Regions from separate parts of the Cricetulus griseus genome. Here region 1 is linked to region 2. A link is a contact called in public Micro-C data. All regions are on one chromosome and are shown on one strand. Each heading gives the region's core, a stretch centred on a gene start, on an enhancer-like site or on the middle of the called end of the contact. The rest is flanking DNA. Distances are from core to core; before and after follow the strand shown. Region 1 holds the start of Afg3l2 (AFG3-like protein 2). Region 2 holds the start of Spire1 (protein spire homolog 1).

Region 1 (3,672 bases), core at 1,084-3,583, 160 kb before region 2:
GGCTTTTGCCTTTAACAAGAACACAGGGCACCAGAAGCAGATTGAAACACTTACCTTTGGGAGGTCGGGAACAGAATCTTTGATAAGCAGCAATTACATCCCTCAGAAGAGAGTTTCTCGTTGTTGTCTGAACTGTAGCATATTGATAAAGCTGCAACATGACATAGGATCAAGGTTCAGTTTCCAGCAATCACATGGTGACTCACAACAATCTGCAAGCCCATTTTAGGGGACCTAACTCTTTCCTGATCTTCTTATGCACCAAGTATGCATGACCACACATACATACAGGCAGGCAAAACACTCATACATCATACACATAAAACAAATAAATCTAAAGAAAGTTTTAATGCCTTCTGGAGGCTGAGGATGTAACAGAGGGTGTAGAGTTTCTCTAGTATGTCCAAAGTCCTGGGTTTGATGTCTAGCACCAAACAATAAACCAGGCATGGGCCACCACACCTGTAATTCCAATACTCAGGAAAGAGAGGCAGGAGAATAACATGTTCAAGGTTATCCTGGGCTATATACATCCTATATAGCAAAGAAATGTTCAAGTATCATTTATTTACCCCAGTATCAGGGAGTATATGTCACACACACCTACACCAATTAGCTGCAGCTGTCCGACACAAGGACTTCCTTATGTCTCAGCATTCACTGGTGACTCACAGGTACAACAGTCCCAATAAGGTCTTTAATATGAGATTCAACCTTCTCAGACAGATCCTGAGTCCAATGTTCACTGATTATAAAAGGATCAGATGAGCAAGGTAAGGTGGGAGAACAGACGAATACTGCACAGATGCCATATAACAAGGAAGTTCACAGTAGAAAAGATAAGGACACAGAAATAAACACAGGGATGACAAGGGAGCTTCAAAGCAAATATCACAAACACAAGTACCCTCAGCAATCCCTATCCACGGCTTCCGTTCTCATATCCCACTAGTGAAAAACACTCGGAAAAGAAATGTACATGAGTTGGGGTGGTGGTGCATAGTTGTAGCCCCTGCACTTGGGAAATGGGAGACAGAAGGATCAGGAGTTCAAGGCCAACCTCAGCAATGAAGAATGCTTGAGGCCAATTTGGGTTTAGTTGCTATTTTCTGGTGGTGGTGGAGAGGTATTTGGTTGGTTGGATGGATGGTGTTGGATTTTGGCCATTATTCCTTAAATGCTAGAGTATAAAAATTATTTACAAACCATACTTACTAGATATTAATCTAGAGATGAACGTGTAAGGGAAGAGCCAGCCTGACTAGGAGGAGCAGGTGGGAGATTAAGGAGGCTAGCCTGGGCTACACTAAGACCTAGTCTCAACTATCCCCAACAAAACATAAACCAAAGCACACAGAAGTGCATGCATCTTCTGATTTTAGTACGGGTCCTAGCATCAACGCCCTGTGGATACTGAAAGCCTGCTCTAGCTTGTAAGTGAAGGGGCTGAACATCCACGAGGGCAATGGCAGCTAGTAAGTGGTCAAGCTAGGTTCCAGTGACCAATAGCACTCCTCAACCGCCATGCTATGTACCTCTAGGTAAAACCCGGGCTGGGCTGGCAGCAAGAAGCTGTGTCATGGTCCTGCCAACACTGCATCACTTCAATAAAATGTACCAGATCGTGTGTGAACCTACACCAGCAGTTGAGCCTCACGATAGGTGCTGTTATTCAACAAAATACACAGGCCCTACTGTGAGCAATGTATTTTTTATGATACCAGTGATATTTGCAAGAGTGTATTCAGGATGCCAGCAACGGCCCTATTCAACAGATGAGAAAGGGAGGCACCACAGCCCGCTCTCTCCCCTCCAATTTCCCGGTGCAGCTCACTCGTCCATCGCTTTCCACTGTCACGAAAGCCCGCGAGGCCACGGCAGCAAGCAGCAAAGCCGAGGCGTGACCTTCCCGGGGTCCCGGCGCCACTCACGGCAGCGCGGCCCACACAGCCCGCGGGAGACCAGGACACTCAGGCCGTCACGCGTCAGGCCGGTGACCTTGACACCTGCGCCCGCGCCGGAAGCCGACCGAGGCAAGCAGCGGCGACGCGGGACTCACCGTGCGGAGGAAGGGCCGCTGCCCCGGACCCAGGCAGCGGCTGGGCACGAGCAGCGGAGGGAGGCCGCGACGGCAGCCGCCCCTGCCCCACAGCAGCAGGCAGCGGTGAGCCATGGCGGGCTCGGCCCGCTCCCGGGCGCGCGCAGGCACGGAGCCAAGGCGGGCGAGCGGCGGCGACCCGCAGCTTTCTCAGCTTATCGGTTCTCCGGGAACTGGGCGCCACCGGCGCAGGAGACCCGCGGCGGTACGCGAACCCACGCTCCACACGCGTACGTCAGGCCCCGCCCCGGCGTGCGGACGTCGACGTGCCCTCGGGACGGCAGACCACGCCCTCGAGTCGGGAGGGGCTGGAGCGCGCAAAGCGCCGGAGTCGGGCTGGAGGCGGGGCCAAATGAGAGCGGGGTGCGGTCGTGGGCGGGTCCAAATAAGAAGTGGGCATGGGTTGGGCGTGGCTTATGGGGGAGATGGGCGAGGATAGGACGTGGTTGGAGGAGGACGACAGAGAGGCGTAGCTGTAGGGTCCTGGAGGCGGGGTCAAAGGATGAATGGGGCAGGGTCGAATGTTACTGTGGGGGCGGGACTAGAGGTGGGGCCCAAAGAGAACGGCAGAGGCGGGGTCAAATGAGTTAGGCGGGCGAGAGTCGGGGCGGACGAAGGAAAAGGTGGAAGAAGCAAATGGAGGCGGAGCCGAAAGAGGAGCGATGCAGGTGAGGCCAGGCTAAGGGAGGCGCCAAAGTATGAAAGTGGGAGGGGCCAGATAAGGAGCGCTAGATTGGAGCGTGGACCTTAAGGAGTTGACATGCTTAGCAAAGGCTATATGGAAAAAGACATTTTTTTCATTCAGGACTGGAGACCACTGATTTTGTTTGAAATTTTAACATTCACTCTTTACTTATCAAGTACTTTTAAGTGATTGATCACTGTCAGGCCGGTGGCCAGGCTCTGCAAGGGCCACAAAGCAGATATTAACAGCTCTGGCTGTCCTCACACACTATTGTGAACTGAAGTTATGTTAACGATTCTACATTGCTGATTGACAAGTCAAAACTGCGTGATTGTGACGAGTTGGAATGTTGCAAAACCAGAACCAAATTGCCTTGGGCTATGTTTAGTCCCTTTAGTAACCCTAAGTGTTATCCATCCTTGTGTCTAACCTAACATCAACATGACTAAATTAAACCTAATTAATATTTATAGAAACCTTCTGCACCACTGGCATGTGTGAAAGCCTGAATTCACTTCCCAGTGCCATAAACAAGGGGATTAGGCTGGCCTTGAACTCACAGAGATCCACCTACATTTGCCTCTCAAGTGCTGGGATTAAAGGCATTCGCCACCATGTCTGGCAAGAAGGGAATTCTCTAGCTCTGTGGGAACAGCACCATGCTGGTACCAAAACCAGATGGACATCAGGAGAAAAAGAATAATCTTAGATAATATACCTTACAAATGTACATGAAAAGCCTGAACAAAATCCTAACTCTAACAAATATAGAGTTAGGTGCACTCTTACATATTTAAAATACTCATCATGACCAAGTGAGACTAATTTAGATGTGAAAAGTTGGTGAAAACAAAACCAAAAAAAAAATCATGTTAATAAATTGATGGGG
Region 2 (3,537 bases), core at 1,006-3,505:
CCTTTCATCCCTAAGTATTTTAACCAACAGGCCATGAGATGCTCCAGACTACCAACTACTCTGATTAGGTTCTTTTTGTATCTGGTAGCAGAGATCAGGAACTGAAATAAGAGAAAGCAGATGGTTATAAATCCCTAACAAAGTATAATGTGGTGGCCAGTGCCAATGATCCTAGCATTTAGGAGATGAAAGCCGAAGAACCAAGAGTTCAAGAACAGCTTCTGCCAGAGTACAGGAGACTTGGTCCCAAAGAATGTAAAAATAAAAATAAAATAGAGGGTCAGTGAGATGGCTCAGTGAGGAAAGAGCTTATCTCACAAACCTGGCAATCCAAATCTGACCTCCTGAACCCATTGAAAGGTTAGAGAACAGGTGCCACAATATTGTACTCTGACCTGCATATATATGTTGGCCAGTGTCCCCACACTCACCATGCACACACATTAATAAATAAAAAATTTTGAAAGTTAGTTTTAAAAAACTGTTAAGAGTTTCTAGGAAATATCTACTTACTGTTTTCTCCAAAGTGTATTATAGGCATATCCATAATGCAAAAATTCATTCATTTTGATGTTCCAACAGGAGTTACAAGAAATCACCCCAAAGAATCAATCAGTCAAAACACTTCTGGGATCAAGTTCCTCAACTGTTCTTGATACACCATACAACCAGCCCTGTTCTTTCAATACAACCAACGACTCTTCTCAAGAGAGGTGGCACACACTCTTTTCCTCTTCAAACAGTTCAGGACCAAGACAGAGCCTCGTTGTTTTGAGAAAATTATCTTTTGGTGGCATCTTATAAATAAACTACAACTGAAATTGTAATCTGCTAAGGCCAAGTCTAAAATCAAGCAACAGATCAAATGAATGTTTGAAGGGGGAAGAAAAAAAAGAGATTCAAAAGAATTATTAAAAAGCCAGCTTTAAATATCATTCAAGGTACACGTGTATCAAAACGTCACACGGTATTCCGAAAATAGTGCAACACTGAGGTTTTGAATACATCACAAGGCTGGCTTTAAATTAATATAACTATGCTTACTTTAACTAAAAAAAAAAAAAAACGAGAGAACATTCTGGTAGGGCTGATAATGCTGAATTTAGAAAAAGGATTTTCACTAAATGTCACTTTACAGACTATTATAATTACATTTTCCACCTTAAGCATTTTGACACTTTCATCAACTTTCTAAAGGTGAAGGTGGATTGTTTTGCTATGTTTTTAATAGACTTGCTTCTCAAAGAATGAATTAGATAAAACCAGATAGGGGAAACCTATTACCAGTCTTACCATCAATAAAGCATGTGAGTAAGCTCCTGGTTGTGTGTCACTGTTTAGGTGACAAGTCACGAAGAATGTACGAATACTAACTAAAGGCAATTTTATCTAAACACCCTATCTACTTTTTAAAAAAAATTAAATAAGCTTGTACTTTTCATCACAGCACATTTTCACCCTCAGTGCCCAGAGTCACCATTTATTTATTCCATTCCTCTGCAAAATAGAATTCTCGGGGATCAGTGGCTTCCCTGGTATTCCCAAGGACTAGTGACAAATTCAAAAAATGCTACGAGGGGACTGGTCGTTTCGCAAAGAGGTAATCTTCCTGACAGGACCTCTCTCGAGCCTCTTCTGAGCCCTCACCCCAGTGCAGCCACCGGTAAACAGCCGAGGCCGGCGGACACGCACACAGCGTCCCCGGAGCCCGGGTCCCCGCAGCCCCGCCCGCCTGCTCGCCCGCTCGCCCTCCCGGGACCACCCTCCGGCTCCCGCTCTGCCGGGGATGTCCGGCCGCGACCTCACCGGAGGCGGGGGGCGGCTCTCCCTCTTCGCCGGCGGCTGGTGCCAGGGTGACGGCGCCGTCCCTCCAGACGCGGATCTGCGCGGCCGAGCGCACGCGGCGGTGGGGCTGGCGGCGGGCGGCGGTAGCGCGCAGCGAGCCGCAGCACTGGAAGCACACGGCCCACGCCTGCTCCTCGTTGATGGGCTGGTTGTAGAGCCGCAGGATCTCCTCCAGGCTCAGCGCGTCCCGCGAGTCCCCGGTCGCGCCGAACTGCGGCCCTTCGCCGCCCGGGCTGGAGGGCTGCGCCATGGGGCCCACGTCGCTGCGCGGCCGGCCCTCGCCTGCCGGTTCTCCTCAGCGCCAGAGCATCGTCTCCGCGAGCCGCCGCCTCCGCATCCTCGGGCCGCCGCCGCCCAGGCCGGCCGCGCGCCGCCGCGGGGACTAGGCGGGACCCGCGGCGCTCGGCGCTGGCCAGCACGCCGCCGGCCGGTAGCACGGCGATGGCGTCCGCTCGCCCCGCCCCGCCCCGCCCCGCCCCTCCTCGCTTCGTTTAGGGGGACGCGCGGCCGAGCGCTGCGCGAGGCCCGGGGGCGTCGTTCCCAGTGTGAGTGACGCGCGGCCGAGCGTCGAGCACGGCCTGGGGGCGTCGCCCCGGGAGTGAGTGACGTGCGGCGAGGGGCTAAGGCTTGGCCTGGGCTGTGGGTTCCGTGGGTTCTGTGCGCGCAGACTGTTCTGGTGTGTGGCCTCCAAGTCGCTGTCACCCGGTTCCTCCCCCCTGGGCTAGCTCGTAGTCTATTTAAGATCTTGAATTCAATCTGAGGCCACTTACTAAAAAGAAACGGTCATGAGAATCGCCCTCGCCTCTGGCTGCCCCGGGCCTCCCGGATTTGGTCTGAGAGCGCAGGTTCCCTTGGCCCCTCGAACCTCGTCGCCATTTCTCCTAACCACTGGACACATATTATCCCTTGCACGTTTGCAAAATTAATTTTTAGATATATTTATATATGCATTTATTTTTGAAACAGTCTCTCCGGGTGACCCAGACTGGCCTTGAACTCGTTATTCTTCAGCCTTGACTTCCTGAGTGAGGTTGCAAGATATACTCCATTATTTCCGGCTACTTCTCAGGTTCCTTGTGTCTGGGTATTCTCTCCACTCACACATTCAATGAGGACAGCGATCTTGGACTTGCTGAATTCTCCGAAAGCCTAGATCAGGGCCTGGGGTGCGGTGCACGGTGCTCAGGGGTTCATTAAAACAACCGGCCTTTCAGATTAATTTACAATGTTACAACAGCCTTCCTGAGGTAGTCTCTGGTAACCATGATCACCCTAGACCAGTTAACCCAATCTGTCATTTGGTGTCAGAGACAAAACTAAGGGCAATTATCCATAGGGACATCCCTGAACCCATTCAAGTGTGCAATAATTCTTAAACAAAATGTCCATCCATTGGTTGATTTTAACGTGTTCCATCCATGCTAGTCTTCGAAATCCCTACAGTTGCAGCATCAACCAAGTAAGACAATCATGGTAGGTACCATTTTATGTAGACTGTGGGAAACTGCATGCTACACTTAATCTTATACTATAAATCATAATGGTTTGGTAATGTATAAAATGCCACCATGCAGACAGCAGGAATTGAAAGAAAAGCAGGAAGTCATTAAAGGTAAGAAATGGAGAGTCGATGAGGAAGAAAGCTCCATGGGCACCTTTTGTTTTCACTTCAAGAGATGTAAAAAAACCTTC

The links. A called contact is a pair of places that touch in the nucleus more often than the background predicts.
Region 1: a contact with region 2 is called in a Micro-C map of the CHO-K1 cell line, with 5 times the contacts expected there. The contact joins the promoter of Afg3l2 here to the promoter of Spire1 in region 2. A contact is called at or near these places in 6 of 8 Hi-C or Micro-C datasets (the CHK-Q cell line, the CHO-K1 cell line, the CHO-S cell line and 2 more).

The regions. Positions count from the first base shown.
Region 1 is chr2:171,953,426-171,957,097 of CriGri-PICRH-1.0, reverse strand. It overlaps Afg3l2 (AFG3-like protein 2), which reads right to left and starts at 2,333. Exons shown (of 17, transcript XM_027402702.2): 1 at 2,060-2,333; 2 at 55-151. The coding sequence starts at 2,173.
Region 2 is chr2:171,798,213-171,801,749 of CriGri-PICRH-1.0, reverse strand. Spire1 (protein spire homolog 1) reads right to left here and starts at 2,255. Exons shown (of 17, transcript XM_027402695.2): 1 at 1,807-2,255. The coding sequence starts at 2,095.